Regions from separate parts of the Monodelphis domestica genome. Here region 2 is linked to region 1. Evidence: chromatin contacts called from public Hi-C data. All regions are on one chromosome and are shown on one strand. The core of a region is the stretch at or near the end of the contact, and the rest is flanking DNA. Distances in the headings are between cores, read along the strand shown. Region 1 holds the start of VEGFA (vascular endothelial growth factor A). Region 2 has its middle 88 kb from the start of TMEM63B.

The links. A called contact is a pair of places that touch in the nucleus more often than the background predicts.
Region 2: a contact with region 1 is called in a Hi-C map of limb, with 10 times the contacts expected there. The contact joins the enhancer-like site here to the promoter of VEGFA in region 1. A contact is called at or near these places in 2 of 2 Hi-C or Micro-C datasets (limb and spleen and liver).

Annotation. Positions count from the first base shown.
Region 1 is chr2:287,142,777-287,145,926 of mMonDom1.pri, reverse strand. It overlaps VEGFA (vascular endothelial growth factor A), which reads right to left and starts at 1,642. Exons shown (of 7, transcript XM_056818301.1): 1 at 524-1,642. The coding sequence starts at 589.
Region 2 is chr2:287,909,660-287,912,809 of mMonDom1.pri, reverse strand. No RefSeq gene overlaps it. Among named protein-coding and RNA genes, the nearest start is that of TMEM63B, 88 kb to the left of the region's middle. Within about 2 kb of position 1,654, at least 1 of the 2 cell types and tissues checked has open chromatin away from gene starts, as enhancers often do. A contact at or near this core is called in limb, where this site is marked.

The DNA of each region.
Region 1 (3,150 bases), core at 393-2,892:
GAACCGTGACCCCCCCCATCACCTTCCCCCTCCCCACCAGGGGGCTTGGCTCCCAGCTCCTCTATGGCCCAAACTGTTTGCTGGGGGACCCGGCGACAAGGAGCAAACTTGAACCGCCGCCGCACCAGTCCAGCCCCTCCAATTCCCTCCTCCTCCCCTCGCTTCGGCCGGGATCCTACGTGCGTGTGGCTCTGGTGGGTGGGCAGGGCCCGCGTGGGCGGCGAGACCCCAGATGCTCTCCCACCTAACTCGCGCCCCCTCTTCTACCCGCTCCACACTTGGCGGGGATACTCTTTAATGCCCGGTGCCCACCAACACGAATGGGGCACAGATTTCATCATACCCACTTCCAAGGCTAGGAAAAGAAGCCCCCTGCCTCTGGTTTCCCTAGCTTCCCTCCATGCTTCCCTGTCGGGGACTGTGCCTCCACCACCACCCCCGCCGGCTTGCTGGACACTGGCCGCCGCCGCCACCACCACCACCACCACCACCCAGCACTCCGTGCCAGCACCAATTCGCTTACCTTAGCATGATGGAGATAGAGCAGCAAGGCTAAGCACCAGTGTACCCAAGTGAGCATAAAGTTCATGGTTTCGGAGGCCCGGTCGGAGCCGGTGAGGCTCTCACTCCTTCTCCCTCTCTTGCTCTTCGGCGGTGGCGGCGTCGGTGGCCTTGTCCCCCCGGCGCCTTCTTCGCTGTCTCCCTTTTTCCCCGGGGCCAAGGCCCGGGCCAGGGCCTGGGGCGCGCTAGCGGGCTGGGTGCTCACGGTGCTCTCTAAGGCTTCACCCGTCCATGAGCACGGCTCTCTAGAGCCGAGCTTCTGCCGCTCCCGCAGCCCCCGCACCTCTTCTTCGTTTTCTTCTTTTTCTTCTTCCTCCTCCTCTTGTCGCTGCCGCAGTTGCTGCCGCCGCTGCTGCTGCTGCTGCTGATCCGGGCCCGACTGAGTATTGCCCTCCGCTCGGCACGGCTTGGCGCTCCCGGTACGGATCACAGCTCCTCCCAAGCGAGAACAGCCCAAAAGTTGGCCAAAAAGTTTCAGTGCATACTCTCGTACCCCTGGCCCCTCCACCCCGTTTCTAGCCGCTGACCGGGGTTCTGCTCCGGGTCTCCTGCAGCCGAGCCCGCCGCCGTCAGAAGCCGGGGAGAAGAGAAAGTGTGCGTGCGAGGAGGGTCCCCCCTCTTGTCGGTTGGTTGGCTTGGTGGCTGGTGGTGGTGTGAGAGAAGTGTCAGCCCCGGAGCTGCTGGGTCCCCAGGACTCCGAGCTAGAAGGAGGGCTCAGTCCTCTTTCTGCAGTCCGTCTCCTAAAAAAAGCCGAGGTCACTTACTTTCCTCGCTTTCCCTCTCACTCTTTGCTCTTTCTCCCCCCCTCGGCCGTTTTCCAAAATCCAGAGAGTGATTTGAGAGAGAAGGAAGGGGGGAATCCCCCCAGAAAAAAAAGTCCTCCTGATTTTACCGAGGAAAGAGGGAATTGGAAATAAATTTTAAAAAAGAGAAGACGGCGAAAGAAAACTGAGAAGCTAACGAGAGCAACCCCAACAGTCAAGCGCAATGTGCAGACAGGGGAATATGTCGTTCGTCCTTCCTTCTCCCTTCGCTGTCTGTACCCGGCTCTCTTGGCCGTTTCTCCGCCTCTCGGTCAATTTAACTGGCCTTACAGGACCGCCTCCTTCTATCTGCGCCCCTCAGGCTTTTTTTAGCTCCGCCCCTACCCTCCCCCCAACACCTTCCCCGCCTCCTCTCTCTCTCCAAGCTATCCCTTCCCCAACCTCCAAGTGGAATAAAAAAAAAATGAAAATAAAAAGCCATTTCGTTTATTCCTCCATGTCTAGTAACCCCTTCTCCCTAGACCCCTACCAATCTATTACCTGATTCCTTTCCTGCTACTGTAAGAGGTTGGGGGGAGGGGGAGGGTCTCCCCACCCCTTCTATATCAGCCTTAGCGTTATAGAAATCTGTGTATTGAAGAGACACCCTTCTTTCATTAGGGGACTTCCCTACAGGTGGGGAGGCAATAAAGTTAGAGTTCCGACTTTCCCCACTCCCTTCCCCTCCCCCAAGAAACCTGTTGAGGTTGGGAAAACAGGGTCCTTTTGTCTCCCCCCACACACCAAAATAAATAAAAAAAAACAAACAAATGAATAAATAAATGAATGAATAAAAAAATAAAGCTGAGAATTAGCTGCGACCCCTAGAAATTCAGTGTTTTCTCTCTCCCTCTCTCTCTGGCAGAGTTAGGGGTAGGGGAAGAAGGCAGAGGGAGGGGAGATTTTAGGGTTATGCAGGGCCAGGGGCAGTCAAATATCCTTCCCACTTTGCTGGAGATTTGTGGCAGCGTAAAACTACAGTCATAATCAGGGGGAACCCTGAAGTAACCTCTGACTTCCTACACACCCCACGTTTCCTCCCCACCCCCAGTAAACAGAGATGGGAATGGAAGGGGGCGAGAAAGGAAGGAGAGGCAGGCTACCCATTTTCTCCCAAGTTCACCTGGCTAATGGAAGCTGGTCATGGTGAAAGAGTGCCGCCTAGTGGCTACAGACGGGAGACCCTGAAGCTCTAGCCCCAGGGCGGCCTGAGTCCTTCCTTGTTAGGTGGGGGGTTACCGATGGAATTTAGTTTTGGAGAAAGTAATTTGCCCTTAAAAGTGCCTACTTCCTCTACATCCAGCAGCATGGTTATTGATGGGGTGGACTCAAACACAGCGTCCTGTAATGGAGGTGCTAAAGAAAGAGGCCCAGAAAGGAGATATGGTTCTTCCGGCCTGAAAGATTTTAAAGACTGATGGGGGAGAACAAGGACCCCTGCCCTTTGAAGAACTCCCAGCCTGGAACTAATAGGAAGCATTATCCGTGCAAAATAACAGGAATGGCTCAGGCCCTGTCACATCAGAGCAGAGAGTCAGGGGCTGATTCCTGTGGGATGAATACAGGCAGCCTTCTTGGAAGATGGCAAAGTTTGGATGGAATCAAGGCCTGCTGGGGATAAGCTGACTACAAGCATGACCCTGAGGGGAAGCAGAGCTGTTGGAGCCCACGTCCACACCAGACTGTCTGCAGAGTCTGGCTCAGCTGGGAGGAAGAAGCTGCTGAGGAAACAGAGGCCCTTGTTCATGGGGCTGTGGGGACTGGCATGGGCACAAGGCTGATGGAA
Region 2 (3,150 bases), core at 405-2,904, 770 kb before region 1:
TCATCCGGTCTCCCCCTCCTCCACAAGGGTGGGCTGTTTCCCCTCCCTCCCTCCCTCCCCAGTTGCTTTGGGTATTGGCTCTTCCTTGCTTAGGTTCCTTGGTCAACAGCTGGGGGCTAAAGGGGGAGGGAAGAGCAGTGGAGACCTTTCAAGTGAAAACTTCCCCCTTCCAGTAGACTGAGGACAGACTCCTTCCCCAGCTCTAACCTGAAAGGGGCTCAGCAGGGGATTCTTATTTCTCTGATCTAGGATAGATATCTGTTCTAGAAGGGCTATGGTGTGGATGTTGTGATGCCAGGTATCCCTCTGCTGCTGGAAACATGATATCTGAGCCGCTGTGTGTGTCAATGGAAGCTAGAAACAAAGTTGGAGCTTTGCTAAATCTAAGTTCAGCTCCATTATACCTCTAGGCTGTGTTCATGACCTTGGTTGTGTCCAGGCAGACTATGTCCAGTAGTCATTCGGGGTTGGAAGGATCCTCTTTCTGCCTCGTATAAGGCAAGGATGTCCTACTTCTACACACAGGGCAGATGGAGAGAGGGATACTGAATCTAGACTTTTCTAAACTGGAAGAGCCTTTAGAAACAATCTGGTCACATTCTCTCATTTTACAGATGGGGAAACAGAGGCAAAGAAAAGGTAAATGCTTTGCCCAAAGTCACAGAGCAAATTCAGAGCAGAGTTGAGACTAGAACCTGGGCTCCTCAGCCTCATTATTGATGGTGGGAGTAGAGGCTTTGTATTTTGGGGGTAATTAAAAACAGCCTCCTAAGGGACTGGAGACAGCCTGGATCAGAAGCATAGGAGAGACCCCCCTCTCCCCTCATCAATCACTTGCTGTTTTTCTTTTGTATGACCTCGACCTGGGGGACTATAACCTTTATAGTGCATTAGACTGGGAGCTCCATGAGAGCAGGGCCTGCCTATCTCTTGCCTTTCTTTGTATTCCCAAGTGTCTGTCCCACAGTAGGCGCTTAATAAATGCTTGTTTTTGGTCTTATGCTTTCTAATCTATAAAATGAAGGGGCTGGATCGTTGAGGTGGCCTTCAGCTTCAGAGCCCAAGAATGCCACCAGTTGTCCTCTTTTTCACCCCAACACACATGCCTCCTTTCTCCTTCCCCAAATTATTTCCCCCATCACCCCCCAGGACCATTATTCCTAGCTTTTCTTGGCCCAAACGTCCAAAAACCACATGAGGTGGGGGTAGGACTGAAAAGGACCCCTTGTATCCTCACAGGGAGAGTTGGGAGTCAGGATAAGGTTCCCTTGGGAGAGCATCGCCCCCCCCCCCCATCTTCTGCTTGCTCCTTCCCCCTCTTTCCCACGTAGAGGCAGAGCGACCCTGAACGGAGACAGGGGGGCAATGACCTCCCTAGAAGGGACCTGATGGGCGGGGGTGGCGGAATTATTCTCACTCCTTCTCACTCCCCCCCTTCTAGGACTCTCCACCTGCCTTCCTTCCCTTCCCAGGCTCCGAGCTCTCCCTTCCCTCCCCTCCCTCTCGGGCAGCTCGCCGCAGCCCCTCCCTCCCTCCCCCCCACCTGAAAGCTCCGCCCCCTCCACTTCCACCTCCCCCTCCCACCCGGGCCCTGCAGCTGGTGCCGACGGACCATTCTGCACGTAGCGAATGGAGGAGCCGCACATGGAAGGCATCAAGAACGCGCACGCGCGGGCTCGAGGGCGCGCGCAAGGGGGGGTGTCTGTGAACGCGTGTGTATGTGTATGACCGCGCGCTCCGGCACGCGGGCGCGCGGGGCTCTTGGTTCCTGTCTTTCCTCTCAGCAGCTTTCCTCTGCTCCCCCCCCCCCCCCCCCCCCCCCCCCCCCCGCTACCTCGGAGCTAGCTCATTTCTCTTCTAGGCGGGCTAGGAGACCTGGGGCCTACGGGTAGTGATGGGGTTCTTTGCCTCAGCTGCACCCATGAGCACTTCTCTACCAGCACCCCCATCTCTCTGCATGCACCTCGCTTCTCCCCTCTCTGTCTCAAGTGCACCAAGACCTTTGCATACATCCTCCTCTGCTCTTCCCTTCAAGCAGACCCTTCCTGGCTTGCCTCCCTCCCCAAGTGTCCCACCACGTTTTGGCTGATACTCCTAAGCACCTCCTCTTTGGGAGCACCCCCTTCTTTCCTAGCGCCCCTACTTTGCACGCTCCCTCTCTTCCCTTCTCCAAGTATCCCTCTTCCTCTATCATCTCTCATCCCTTTACGAGGCCCTAGGTCCCCTCCCTTACTACTTTTCATTCACTCCCTTCTCTCCCCACTCTCATCTCCCACCACCTTTTCTGGGCCATTCTCTACCATCCGACACCAATTACCTCCTCTTTTAACATCCTCTCTCCCCAAGGCAATCCGTGAGTTCATATTCAGACTGCATATTGACAGTCCTACAAAGAGGTTCTTAACTTGTGTTAGGATCCTGGACCCACGAATCTGGGGACTGGATAGAGTCTGTGGATAGATAAATGAACTTGAATGTCCCTGAAAAAAATAGAAAAAAAATCGTCTTCACCATAATAACTGAAATTTAAGATTTCCTTTCATTATTTCAAAGTATTATTCTGAAAAGTCTTCACCAGCCTGCTGAAAGGGTTACACACACACACACACACACACACACACACACACACACACACACACACACTCTCTGAAGGCTCCTAGACTGGAGTGAGTTTCTCCAGGACCCTGCTTCCTTGGAATCTTCTCTTGCACTTAGTGCGTCGTTCTTGGTGGGCTCACATAACACTTCCAGACTGTCTTAATGCATAAGGTTAAAATGCCACTTCATCCATCTCCAAGTGCTGATGTGTGTGTTATAGTTTTTCTCCAACAAAGTCATGAAATGTTAGAGCTAATAAAGAACCTTTTGGAAGCCATTTCATCCCACCAACTGACTTTCCAGAGAAGGAAACTCAAATTGGAGAACAGAAATTATTTGCCTACCCAGTCATCGGCAGATCCTGCATTAGAACTAAAAACCCAGTCCCTTGAGTTCCTCACCCATCTATTGCCTCTTACTCTACTCTAGTATGGAGGAGATGTTGTCCAATCTTGCCCAATAACCTATGAGCAAGAATGACCAAACCTAGTTGAGGGGGTCAGCCTGGGTTAGAAGACAGGGGTTCAGCTGAACCAGAAGGGGACTTTTGGG